2 separate regions of the Mus musculus genome follow, and region 2 is linked to region 1. Evidence: chromatin contacts called from public Hi-C data. All regions are on one chromosome and are shown on one strand. The core of a region is the stretch at or near the end of the contact, and the rest is flanking DNA. Distances in the headings are between cores, read along the strand shown.

Region 1 (7,453 bases), core at 2,778-5,277:
ACTAGCTGCTTCTAGTGACTATCTTGATTTTCTTGTAATGATGGACTTGTAAGAAAAATAAATCTTCTCTCACATAATGTTGGTTTTGTCACTGCATTTAATAGGAGGTACAGAAAGGAAACAAGGAGGACAAACTGTACTTACAGCTCTGTGACATCTTTTGGAATACCTTTAGGCAAAACCTTCAAGCCCTTGTTGCTACATCGTACCACTGTATCCAAGCAGGTACATTCAGAAGGACAACGGGAGAGTGGAGAGCAACTATTGTCATCATTTCCTAGATCACCACAGAAAAACACAGACAGATTTACAGTTTAGAAGGGACTAGAATGGAGTTTTTATGTTTTGAAAAATTTAACAAAAACAAGGGTATTGAGCTATGTAAATAAAAACATATCACTTCTGTATATAGCACTAAGTACTTACAGATTGGCATTGTGTATGCACTAATTTTGGGATCCCTAAGACAGGATTTCAGAAAAATAGTTCACATTTTAGTACTACAAACATAATTTTAATTTTAATAGGTAATTATTTGTCCAGTTACTTATACAGTTTTTGATCAGGATATCCAAATAGAAACTGGATTAAGAAGAAGTTATAAAGAGATAGACATAAAGGGGCAGATTACCTTCAAATTTTTAGAATCACACATTAAAAATGTCAAATTCCAGTTAGCTCCCTGTTCACTGGTAATAATAACAGAACTTGCTCTACCCAACTCATAGGACTACAGTGAGCACGAAAGCAATGGCCCAAGAGCATGAGAGAGGGGAGACTGACTCTGATTGGTTTTAATAGAACTTCTAGATTATAATGGATTTTTGTTTTGCTTTTCAGATTTGGAAACAATTCCCTCTAAAAGACACACTGAGAAAAATAAGGCTAAAATTAAGCTCTATGAGTATCATTCACAAGTTGGGAGCTTGGAATTCTTCTAGAACATTTACAAGTAGGCATTCGGTAGACTTGAATGTGAAATAGCAACCTGAGAAACACAAATGTCTTGCTAGAACAAAGAATGAAGCTACAAAGAACACTGCACAGTCCTTAGATATAAACTGGACCATGATGTGAGAGTTGTTTTAAAAATATTTTTGCCATACCATGAGCCCTGTTTGCTACCTTGTTTTACCGGACTAAAGGAAGCATGGTCCCCTGGATGACAGAGCATCAGGTTGGTCCTGTGAATGAAGATCTAAGACCCATGATTGGTCATGCATTTCTTACCATCATCACAGGTGAAGTCCTGAATGGCTACATCCTGGATTGGGATTTCCTTCAGGAAGTAGGGTTTTTGGCATCGAGGATTTCCTGTTACAATTCTTTTCCTTCTGAGCCATTCTCCCAGCCATGCCAGGTGACAGTTACAGTTGAAAGGATTGGCCAAGAGGTTTCTAAGCACCACATGTAAACAAAGCATAGTTCAGCTTAGAGTTAATCTTGTTTTTCTATATCCTAGGTGATCATTTCTCCACACACTTTTGCTTACAATGATTCCCGCCCCCTCCCACGGTCTTTGAAGGCTCATTTCTCTATATGCACACAATCATATACAAAATGGCATGCATATTTTTTCTAAAATTTGCATACCTGGAACTAAAAGACAATACATTCTCATTAGAAAATTCTTCGAAAAACTTTATGCCAAAAATATATGAAGGCAGTAATCTGGGGTTTATGCAGTGGGTTGTGATAGATACTTCACTTACAAATATCTAAACATGTCAGAGATCTAACTTACTGTCAAACTCTCCTGTGCTGATAAAGCAGTGATTTAATATAAAGATGAGGGCTGATTACCTTATATTATTGAGTTTAACCTGACGACAGCTATTCCCGTAATTTGTCATCTCAAGATTTCCATCTCTTGCTTGCTCCAGAGAATAGCTTTCCTATCCAAACTGACAGCTGAGTTGATTAAATGCCAGTTATAAAAATGAATTTATGTCTACAAATCTCAATACTTTTGGCATCTCATACTTAAGCACAAACCTATTGACAGTCGTATTATTTATAAACATGCCATCTTTAATATGCACAAATTAGTCTCTCCATGTAAAATGTCACACTTGATGTGGGACAGGGATTAAGTACTCTACTGATAAATGGATGCTTGATTCTCTTTCTTTGTTTCAGTGACTTGAGCAGTCTCAGACATGTTTATGGAACTGTCCTAACTATCCTTTATCCCCATTCTGTTGAATTAGGTTAGGACTTAGAAACTGCTGTGACAGGGAAACCATCAGTTAATAGAGCTGTGATAGCAAACAACTTGTTGAGACATAAAAAAGGCCTGGAATTCATTGTTCAAAGTTTATTTTTAAGCGTTTTTTTTTTTTGAGTTCTGTTTGTAGACATAGAACTATTCTCAAGTTTCAAGTTGTCTACATAAAATATTTCCTGAAATAGGCTCAACTCATTCTGTCCAAATTTTTCAAAGTCATAGTAATTGGCCTCTGGTAAATAGCTTTTACTTTCAATCTGTTCATCTTTATATTCTCTTGTCACCAAGAATGATTCTTTTAGAGTATAGATGGTTGGTAATAAATCTATCAATTCTGTTTTTATAATACTTATGTTAAAATGTTTATTGTTTAGAATATGAGAGGACATCTGGGACATTTGCTTGTTCAAGTTAGAATAATTTATAATTCTAAATTTAAGCTACATCATTAACTCCATTATTATAAAAACAACTAGCTGAAAAATACTATATCAAATTTTATGTAATAAACATCATAGTAATTTTAGAAAAATTAAAGCAAGGCTAAGATAAGGTTGTCCTTTTACAAATGCCTAAATACAAGGTTAAGTGTTATAGAATGTTTAGCAATTAATTAAAAATTAAGGGTAAGAAATATAATACACTATTGCAAGCCATAGATAAAAGCAGCAGTTTTCAACCTGTGGATCATATCCCCTTTTAGGGGTCCAAGGACCCTTTCACAGGGGTCACCTAGTACCATAATGTTTATGGTATTAACATAATATTTACATAAACATAAATATTTACATTATGATTCACTTCAGTAGTGAAATTACATTGTGAAGTAGCATCGAACATAATTTTATGCCTGGGAGTCACTACAACGTGAAGAGCAGTATAACTATGTCATGGCACTGGGAAGATGGAGAGCCACTGGATGAAGGCAATGCTTTTCTGCTTACAGAGTGGATAATGAATGGAGAGAATCAAATGCTCCTGGTGCCACTGTGGTAATTTGATTGTCATATAAAGAGAGCAGACGCACAGAGCCGAGTCCTATGAAACTGTCGTTCCCAACACAGCTTATTCGATTACTTCTCAGCATCCTGGGGGAAGGAAAAAGACATTGTTTGGAGATGAAATATCAGACATTCAATTTTGCCTCTCTGAGAATCAAAAATCATGCCTTTATCAAATATGTAGCATTTGTTACTATTTTGAACGTCTTTCCCCCTAGGGGTGGCTATATTCTGGAAGCCATCCTGGCTGAATAGAATGCATAGAATCACCAGTGCCTTTATTAAGCCGCAGAAGACATGTCACCATGTGGATTTGCAGTCCTATGATGAGGATAACATGTTTTCTTTTGATGATATAATTATGTTTGCCTGATCACATCATGTCCTAAGTCACCTACTCAGAGTCCTTGGAGCCCAGCGATTTGTGTATTCAGAAGAGTATGACATTTGAGATGGAAGAGAAGGAGGGAGGGAAGAATCAATAGGCAATGCAGACGGAGAACTGAGGGCATTTCAGGGACTTAGTGACTCACTGTCTGACAAGAACAGAGGGAGTCAAGCGTGACTGAGCATCCACCAAGCCTGCATCCGATTGTTTTATTTATGAAAAAATCTGTCCATAGTTTCAAGTTCAGAACTCCCCAAAGGAATAAATGCAATATACAACAAAGGTTAAATAGGTTGGCCTTGAATAAACTCTACTTTTGACATTGTCATTAACAGGATTAACAGTGTTGTCATTTCCTTGCTGCTGCTAAAGCACTGGCTTAGTTCCCAGTTCCTTCCTCTCTGAGCTGTTTATCGGGTGGTTTTCAAGAAGGAAGAAACCCTCATTTACAAATCTGTAGTTGCATTACCTATTATTCAGAACTCATGAAAAATTAATTTATTGATCTTTCCACACTCAGGGTAATCACTCCACCAGAAGAAGGAGGCAAATATAAAAAGAGAAACATTATGCTGGCTAGTTTTATGTCAACTTGACACAAGCTATAGTCGTTAGGAAAAAGAAGACCTCAGTTGAGAATATAACCCTAGAATATTGGTCTGTGCACAATCCTATTTTACATTCTTTTTGATTGGCCATTGGTATGGGAAGGCTGAAATCTGTGGGCATGTACCACCCATGGATTTGATTGGTAGACTGAACAATTCATGAAAAGCAAGCCAAGCAATCAGCACTCATTTAGGACCTCTGCATCCATTCCTGCTTCCAGACACCTGCCTTGAGTTCATGCAAACACATACACAGTTCCTTCGATAAGGAACCATGACCTCAAAGTATATGAGTAAGTAAATCCTTTCCCTTCCATTTTTTTTCTTGGTCATGGAATGATATCACAGCAAACAAACTCTAAGACAGATGATGAAAATGTTGTTGCTTTAAAACAATATGTTCAGTAATAAACAAAAAATAAAAATATTCTATTTCTTCTTAGCCATAGATAAGAAGAAAGATGGTGCCCTCCTATCCAGGCATCACTGGATAGTCAGAAACAAATGCACATGTCCTTATCAGCAATTTCCTTTGTCACGAATAACGGAGATAAGTGGGCTTTATCTTACTGGAGTTCTGAGACCCTTGAGGGAATTGAAAAAAACTTCTCTTTTGAAAAAAATTCCAGCACATGAATAGAGCCAGCTTTGCCTGATGTCTGATGTCTCAGGACATTTCATAACTTGTTGAACTATGCACATGTATTGCTAACTATCCTATTATTGCTGAGGAATTCAAATGTTCAGAATACCAAACCTCAGAGACTGTGTAGAAGGATAGATCTAGACACTTCTACTCTCGTAGATGGAAACCACAAGTTTGACTCTCAATTGCTCTATATTTCTTGGAACAACTGAACTGAGGAGAAAGAGTGCGGGTACAACATAAACAGGAGAAATGCATCCGTAGAGAGAAAATGGAGAAAGCTGATTTCAGAGAACTTTTAGGCAGTATTCTGTTTTTGTATCTACTCAAAATAAATACTTTGATATGCTGTCCAGGGTGATACTACAGACTGAATTATGACTCCCCTAATTCACACATTGAAGCTCTTATCACCTAATTTGACTGCCTTTGGAGAGAGCCTATATCATTTTCTAAACTTTTATATAAAGAGAAAGACACCCTGAAGACCGCATACATCTCACTTTCTCTGCTTATCTCTACATAAGAATGCAGACTGAAGGCCATGTGCATCTACAGCAGTAAACTAGGCAAGAACAAAGCCTGTAGCTTAGAAGATGGACTGAAAAAAAACTTGAATTTCATGGTGAATATCTATATCCAGAAACATGAGAGATGTGTGTGCAGTGTTCAGTCTGTGGTATCGTGCTGTGGCAGCACAGATGGGCTGATATGGATAAATTTCTAACCGGTTCCCCTTACCTTCTTCATAGTATTTCTATTACCAACGAAAAGACCCTCAACATCTGTGGAAGAAGGGAAGTGCTCTCATTTGTTGAGTAATCTTGGACAGCCAAAGGAAATAAAGAAGCAGGCGTATTTTCTTAGTTATCTTTCAATACACTTTCAATATATCCCCCACAGACATGCTCAGAAACTGTTCGTATAACATTTTAGAGTGATTCAAAACTAGTCCCTGAGAGAGGTCTGCGATTGACATGTGACCTTGCTGGATTGTTAGGTTGGGCAACACTGGAGCACACATCTATTCTAATGTACAGAGTTTCTTTGTTTTTGTTTTTGTTTTTGCCAGACCTAAATTAGGGACGCTATTAACAAAATCAGCTAGAGAAATACCTTTCTCTCTCTTCCTCTCATAAAGATCAGGGACTTCCCACATGTCCATTATCCACAGTTCTCATGGTTAGGTAACATGCTATTGCTTGAGCCTATGTTTACTGCCTTGTCAAGGGCTGCTTCTTGACTGCTAATAGATTCTTTTATTTGCTAACACAACTGTTTTAGAATTTCATGTTTTCTCTCATCTGGCTTAAGAGTCACTACTTTTGGCAAACATTATTATAAAGATTCACCGAGATAATTTAAACAATACAAAGTGCTGCATTTACCATTTGATCCAAGTCTTGTCTTCTCTATATAAACACCATTTGGGAGACACAGAGAATTTGTTCCTTCCAAACCCCCTATCACTAAGCAAACATAGAAAGCCCTTAGCATATTTTCTTAGTAGTAGACCATAAAGGGTTGATCCCCTTCACGGCTTCTTTTCTACTGAAGCAGCACAGGAACATTTAAACATAGCCTCTGGATGGAGACAGTCATTCTGTTCACATGGTTATGTCTGAGATATTGAGCCACTGAGCTAGAAGGGAAGTCAAAATCCCCTGTCCCCAGGTGATAAAGAACAGTGACATTAACCCACTTTAATGTGAGCCAGAAATACTTACAATGTTTTGAGGCTCTCCAGTCCTTTGAACATCTTATGCTGAACATTTTCCAAACGGTTACTGGTGAGAAGAATTTCATTCACACCAGACGCGCCTTCAAATGCACCCTCCTCGATATCCGTGATCTTATTGTTGCTAAAGTTGCTAGATAGAGAGTGGTAAAGCACAGATCATAAACGGCTGCCCAGGCACATACGGCACTCCAGAGATGTATCTGGTCATTTTAAATCTAATGAGTAAACACACAAGTCTTCCACAACTTCAGACTTTCACTGCCAGTATTGCGAAGACTTGGACAAGACATTTTTCTAATCCATCAAGTCAGAAGAACACTAACACTAAGAGAGAAGAACCACGAAAGAGAAATAGCAGCCAAATTCTGGTCAAAATGAACTGCAATGATCAGCAGGAGTCTAAAATTGTTGAGGCTGGTTATCTGGTTACATAAAGCTTTTATGCGGCCCTGTAGGCTGTTCTGGCTTAGCAGGCCCCCGTCATTAACTTTTCAGTATCTCCCCAAATCTTGGATGTCTGGCTACCATATTTGAATTTTCTTCTGTGAGGATCAAACCCATGCCTTTGTGCTTATGACACAGGCACTTTACCAATGGAGCAATCTCATTATTCTGTTTTGTGGTTTATTTTTTTTATGCTAATAAAGCACTGCTCATAAAAAATGCTCAGTAAACACACACTACTTTGAACACCTTATCACTAAAGAGGCAGTGTAATGACTGGCATAAAGGATGACAAGAAATTAGAAGATGTTTTCAAGGTATCCTAATGAGGAGGTGAAGGACACAGGCATAGGTTAGATCTGTGTTGCTAAAACAGTGTCAGTCCTCTGTAGAGACTT
Region 2 (6,646 bases), core at 3,904-6,403, 110 kb before region 1:
ACAGAGACTCTAGCTGCATATGTAGCAGAGGATGGCCTAGTCATTCATCAATGGAAGGAGAGGCCCTTGGTCCTGTGAAGGTTCTATGTCCCAGTATAGGGGACTGCCTGGACCAGGAAGCAGGAATGGGTGGGTTGGGAAGCAGGGGGAGGGGAGAGAGGATAGGGAATTTTTGGAGGGGAAAATAGAAAAGGGGATAACATTTTAATGTAAATAAAGAAAATATCTAATTAAAAAAATGAACACAGAGAAAAGATTTGCTCTACTCAGATTTTTTTACAATTATTAAAATTAGTCTACTTTCAGATTTTCCTCAAAATGTATATTGGACATTAGTCAGTCAGTTTTAAAGCCCTGGAAAATAACATTTTTTCCTGAAGAAGTTTTGTCTCAAAACTACAGTATCAAGTCTTGCCTCAGTTTCCAGCTACTCAGCCTACTACAGATTTCAGCCCTCTCAAACTACTACAGTAATTGTAACCAGTTTCATGAAATCTCTCTTTCCTTGTCCATTCCTTTCCTTCTCTCTCTCAACTCCCTGTTTCTGTCTCTCTGTCTCTCTCTGTCTCTCTCATTGAACCTTTGTACACATTTTTCAGTGACAAGAGTGGTAGAGATGTTCTAGAATAGAATGATAAGGAAGCCAGTTTTGGACTGATTGTTTCAATTGAGTCTAATCTAATTAAAGTCATTTATATTTCTATTTTATGTAAGAAAACACTAGTGGTCTGATGTGGCAATAGAGATTTGTATAATGCCAAAGTTCGTTGACCATAGTAAAACACAGTTAACTCCCATTTTTCATAAATGTATGTGAACACTGGATTGATCATTATGAAACATGGGTTCGCAGAGCAGATACATCTATTCCCACACAACATATCTATATCTCATACAGATTGCACATCACCTGACAAATACTGTTTTTTAATTTTATAAATGAGCATCAGTGTCTTGCCCTGCTCATGTTGTAGCAGGTTATTTGATCACACTGTGAACCCTGGAGATTTTGTATAAAAACCTGTTTCTATTTGTGGTGTGGTTCAGTACTAGCACACACCTTTAATCCAAGAGCTTTCTGTTTAATGTAAACAGGATTAAATAAAGTCAACCAAAGGTCAAAAGTCAGAGCAAGCAACCCAACCAGCTAACAGGAAGTGAACATAAGAAAAAAAAAATAGAGAGTAAGAGGGAGAATGGACAGAAAGACACACAGGAAGTAGAAAGGAGGGGCATTCAGATTGAGGGTTTTCTGAGGTGTGTGAAAAAGGGGAACTGCCTTTGGGGCCACCCTGTGAAGGAGGTTCAGCTGGGTGCTTTCTCTGTCTCTCTGAGCTAGAAAGCATTCACCCAGTATCTGGCTCCCGAGTCTTGATTGATAAAATTGAATGACTGAGATTTTGGTTAAAAACAGTACTATGGACTAGAATTGGGATTCAAATCCTACCCAACTGGCCCCAGAAATACAATATTTGGTTCTATGCTGCACTGCTCCTTCCCATTGTGGTGGTCTGGTCATGTCTATGTGACAGCCAAAACCAGGTGGCAGAATGTCACCTTGTTCGATCCAACTGGGAATGGCTATGTCAGACAACTCAAAATTTCTGCTGGTCTATGCAAGTCAGTGAGTGATTACAAAAGTGCTGTGACTGTTGCTTTTGAAGTTAAAAGACAATTGAGTGAATAGATGAATCGGCAAGCACCGAATCTGTGAGTAATGAATATTGACTTTATTCTAAAAGGCAAAGTTCTGTGAACATGTATTTGATACCTTAAAACGCTGCGGCCAAGCTAATGAATCTAATGAGATCAGCTAGTTGCTCCTGACTGCCCTAGAGAAAGTGAGAAAATAAGGAGTCAGCTCTATATCAAATTTACCAACTCAAGTTCCACATAAATAACCTGAAATTGTCTGTCTTTTTAAAAAAGAAGCTCTTACATTTGAAATGTAAATAGATAAAATATCCAAGAAAAAAAGAAAAAGAAAAGAAAAAAGAAGTTCTTATTTTGTGTATTTTGGGTATTTACAAAAACCCAAGCCAAAATATCTATAAACACAGTAGTTCCCAGTATGTTAAAACACCTCTTCTGAGGTGAAATATAAGTTGTTGCAGCTTGCCTCACCTATCATCAAAAGCTGGGAGGTGTAACACTAGGGGATTTCTTTCAATTTGCATGGCTCCAAATTTGCTCTGGCTAGCTGCTTCTTCTTCTTCTTCTTCTTCTTCTTCTTCTTCTTCTTCTTCTTCTTCTTCTTCTTCTTCTTCTTCTTCTTCTCTTTCAATTTCATACAAACTACAGTCCTCTTAGAGGAGGGAACTTTAACTGAGAAAATACCTTTATAAGATTGGGCTGTACAGTCCCCCTGGAGCTCCCAAAGACTGGATCACCAACCAAAGAATACACATTGAGGGACCCATGGTGTTGGTCACATATGTGGCAGAGGATGGCCTTGTTAGACATTAGTGGGAGGAAAGGCCCTTGGGTCTGAGGGTGTTCAATGCCCCAGTGTAGGGGAATGCCAGGGCAGGAAGACAGGAGTGGGTGCACTCTCATAGAGGCAGGGGAGAGGAAATAGGGGAGGTTCCGAAGGGGAGACCTGGCAAGGGGAAAACATTTGAAATGTAGAGAAAGAAAATAATCCAATAAAAAAAAAAGAGTCTTAAGAAGAAAGATTGAGCTGGAGGCAAACCTTGTAGGGATTTTCTTAATAATTTCTTAATTAAGTGATTGATGTTGGAAAGCCCAGTCCATTATGGAAACCATCACCTCTAGGCTGGTGGGCCTGGGTACTGTAAGAAAGCATGCTGAGCCGGGCAGTGGTGGTGGAATACGCCTTTAATCCCAGCACTTGGGAGGTAGAGGCAGGTGGAATTCTAGTTCGAGGACAACCTGGTCTACAAAGTGAGTTCCAGGACAGCCAGGACTATACAGAGAAACCCTGTCTCAAAAAATTAAATAAATAAATAAATAAATAAGAAAGGAAACGATGCCGAGCAAACCAATAAGGAGCACTTCTCCCTGGTCTCTGCATCAGCTCTTACCTCAAGATCCTGACCTTAAATTTGTGTCCCGACTTCCACCAGCGATGGACTGTGATGTAGAAGTGCAAGTAAAACAAACCCTTTCTGCCCTCACAGGGCGAGCAATAGAAAACCTACGGCAATGCCTTTTTAATGGTTGGGATATGTGATGCTAGCTCCCTTACCCAAGTGCTGATAAAGTGCCTGTTTTTGCTGAGTCCTAGGGCATAAGCAGGCTCTGCTGCATTGGGCTGTATTGCTTCAGCTGTACAATGCAGCCAACCCAATGATGTCTGAAGGCTGTCCATCGCTGGACTTGTTGGTTAGAGCCATGCATTCATCATACAAACGCATGATGAACAGGTTTCCAAACCTCCTTCTTTCTTTTCCCAAATCCTTCTTCTTTTCTTCTGTGAACTTTTTGATGTGATGATCATTTCACTGGCTCAAAGTCATTGAACTTCCTGCATTCAGATGTTTGGTCAAGCATTATTCTGGATGTTTCTATGAGGACGTTTCAGCGAAGTTTACAATCAATAGGTACAGGAAAGAAATGTAGACCTTCTTATTGTGGGTGGGACTTGCACAATTAGCTGAAGTGCTTAAAGGAAGAGAGAAATGAGTTTCCACAGAGCAATAAGAACTTCTGAAGCTGAGAGTCACACTCTGAATGCAGAGACATATTCTGCATTGTTAGTTCTTCCTTGGGCTCTCTCTCTCTCTCCCCCCTGTCTCTCTCTGTCTCTCTCTCTCTTCTGTCTTTATCTCTGTCTTTCTGTCTCTGTCTTTCTGTCTCTGTCTTTCTGTCTCTGTCACTGTCTCTCTCTCTCTGTCTTGTCTCTCTGTCTCTGTCTCTCTGTCTGTCCCCTTCTTTCCCTCTCATTTAACTCCCCTTCCCTCTATCCCTTCCTCCCTTTTTACTGTTTCTGAGACAAGAGACTTAACTACATTGCCTAGGTTAACCTTGATGACCTAGGCTCAAGAGATCCTTATGCCTTAACTTCCTAAGTAGATGAAACACAACTGTGAAACACACACATCACAAATACCCATGGTGGGGCCTGTGGCAGGCAGCACCAATGTCCTATGAAAAAGTTCTTCCGTGATTCTATCCTCCACCATTCTTTTACAGTTTTTAAGTAATTAAGAATATTTTATTTGCATTGATGGGTACTTTTCCTGCATAAGTGAGGGTGTCTGATCCCCCAAAACTAGAGTTGCAGACAGTTGTGAGCTGTCATGTGGGTGCTGCAATTTGAACCTGGGTCCTCCGGAAGAACAGCCAGAGCTCTTAACCACTGAACCATTTCCCCACTCACCACCCCACAATCCACTTTTAATGCCAGACTATCTGCAACATTAATTCCTACTTGGAGGCAGGAACAGACTTTAATCTTTGACCCTTATGAGAATCTAAAGAGCCCAGTGCTAGGTATAAGTTAAGCCATTTAAAGAAGACAGAATGAAGGAAAATGATGAAGTTTGCTCCATCAGTGTTATGCATACATTTGCTACCTACAGTGAATAAAGTTAGTTACAACCTTATTGTCTTCACTAAAATGATAGCCCAGCACTTTGTAAAGAAAGCAATTCTTGTTTTTATCCCTTTGTTCTATGTGGATTTCACTTGACATGATTGAGACATGACTGAATAGGACACTTGAAATAAATTTAATTATAATTGATTTACTCACATTTTATTATTTTGTTTGAGATTTTTTTCAAGAATTAAGACTTCAAAACTGGGTAGATAAAACACACAGAGACTTGTATTTCTCCTTTTGGTCAAAAAGGAAAGGGATGATTCAAACCCTTAGTCAAATTTTCTAATGGCCACTAGATGGCACTAAATAACTAGTTCTCATACTTCTGCCTGCAGCATTCCTGCTTTAACTGGTTTCCATTGTCAGCTGGCAAATTGCAGAAAAGAAAAATATAAAAGCTATTTGCTGGAGATTTTGAACAAGATAGAGGTTTCATTAGCGGGGAACAGAACACATTTTGTAATTCAATTGCTAGCAAAATGATCGTCTTTATTGTTATATATTTGTACAGTTTAAAAGCAGGAAATAGGATCAGCACAGAAACACATAGGAAAATGTGGTAAGGCTAAATGCAGTAGGCACTAGCTGGGAATGTTTATCTTGACCAAAGAGGGAGGGCAGGCAAATGAGTAGGAGATAAAATGTCTGCTGAGACATTTTGAAAGATACTTTTAACCTCATATAATAGACTGCTTGTTCTTATATCATACCTGGGCTCAAGAATACCAGTAGGGCTTAGATTCCAGGAAAAGTGCTTTCTGCTTTAGATTTTTTTCTTTCTTTTTTTTAATTGAAGTTAAAGAGAGCGTGTTCCACTAAGAACGTTTGTTTGAAGACCCAGCAGTTGAATTTGATCACTAGTTGGCACTGTGGGCTACATTAAATATTAGATTCTTGAACACTCAGTTTCTGTTTGTCATAGTCTTTCAGTGTTGCAAGTTAGAGCAATACGGGCAATCACTTGATCTATGAATAGCAGCATGCTATTGTTTTTTAAAGTTTAGAGGCAGAATTCTGACATCAAAACACATCAGGTAGAATCTTGGGTCAGCAGACAAGAATATAAACTGGTCCAAAGAATCAGTGTAGGCCTTATCTTCTAAAGCCCTACAGAGAGGAGTGTTAAAGCCCACAAGTACTGAGCAACGTGTTCTTAGGCATTGAAAACTTGTTCAAACAAAGGAAGGATTTGTTAGTATTGAATCAAGTATTTTTCCAAAGTGAAAAGTGCTAACTAGTGATTCAAATTTAAGAGCATAAAAAAATAAGATTCATCTATGCTTTTGTAGATAAGTTACAAAAATCATTAACAATCAGAGTGAGTGAGCATAATGGCCTGGTCCAGTCAGTCCCTATTGGGTCACTTGAAGCCTCCCTGCGCTCTGATAATCCAGGGAGTTCACGTTCAGGCTTTAGGAGACGCCAGTGTTTCAGAGCATTTTGAGCAATAGAATCTTCAGTTCACAACTTTCACCTATCCAGGGGATTTGACCTAGAGCCTCAGAGAGCTCAACACAGACCACAGGAGCTACCCACTCCAGGATTTGTTCTTCTTTTTAAGTCAATACCTCCCAGTCTTCTTTGCCTTTGCAGTGATGGCCCGCTATCCCCTCCGGGAGATAACTCTGGAGGGAAATAAGCGAGCAGCGTGAGGTTTAGTGTGATGGCTGCCACTCTTCAGGACCATTCTCCCTCCAGGTAGTAATGAGGAAAGAGTTTTACAGGACATTTAGCGATGGCACCTGGGGAGTCTGAAAGGGTTAATTTCTCTCTTTAGACAGTTCTTCTCTTCTCGGAGCCACTTCTAGGAGGAAATCTCTTTTCTTCAGGAAAAGATGAAGCTGAGGGCTGTAGCCAGGAGGTGAGGGAAAGGTGCACGGCTAAAGCTGTTAAAAGCCAGACAAAAAAAATAAGATTCCAAAGCCCTCAATAAATCAAAGGTAAAGCCTTTTAAACATAGTGATATGTGGCAGATGGCACATAGAAGAATCAATATTCTGAGTTCTTTAGGGAGAGAACTTAATTCATTCAATGCTCGTGTAGCATCTGATACAGAGATTTGTACATAGTTAGCATCTA

What was found. A called contact is a pair of places that touch in the nucleus more often than the background predicts.
Region 2: a Hi-C map of the N1E-115 cell line shows a contact between it and region 1, with 6 times the contacts expected there. The contact joins two enhancer-like sites. A contact is called at or near these places in 7 of 39 promoter capture datasets (the 3T3-L1 cell line, embryonic stem cells, hippocampal neurons and 3 more), 2 of 15 datasets of contacts at CTCF or cohesin (the NIH/3T3 cell line and embryonic stem cells), 48 of 484 Hi-C or Micro-C datasets (the BV-2 cell line, the C2C12 cell line, the G1E-ER4 cell line and 21 more), 2 of 115 datasets of contacts at active chromatin or transcription factors (a beta-TC-6 cell line and embryonic stem cells) and 2 of 9 other capture datasets (embryonic stem cells and pancreatic islet).

Annotation. Positions count from the first base shown.
Region 1 is chr5:48,231,200-48,238,652 of GRCm38.p6, reverse strand. It overlaps Slit2 (slit guidance ligand 2), which reads right to left. Exons shown (of 36, transcript NM_178804.5): 17 at 6,598-6,741; 18 at 3,172-3,315; 19 at 1,231-1,397; 20 at 145-277. Among named protein-coding and RNA genes, the nearest start is that of Mir218-1, 11 kb to the right of the region's middle. Within about 2 kb of position 4,027, at least 4 of the 459 cell types and tissues checked have an H3K27ac peak or open chromatin away from gene starts, as enhancers often do. A contact at or near this core is called in the N1E-115 cell line, where this site is marked.
Region 2 is chr5:48,344,093-48,350,738 of GRCm38.p6, reverse strand. No RefSeq gene overlaps it. Among named protein-coding and RNA genes, the nearest start is that of Pacrgl, 25 kb to the left of the region's middle. Within about 2 kb of position 5,153, at least 19 of the 459 cell types and tissues checked have an H3K27ac peak or open chromatin away from gene starts, as enhancers often do. A contact at or near this core is called in the N1E-115 cell line, where this site is marked.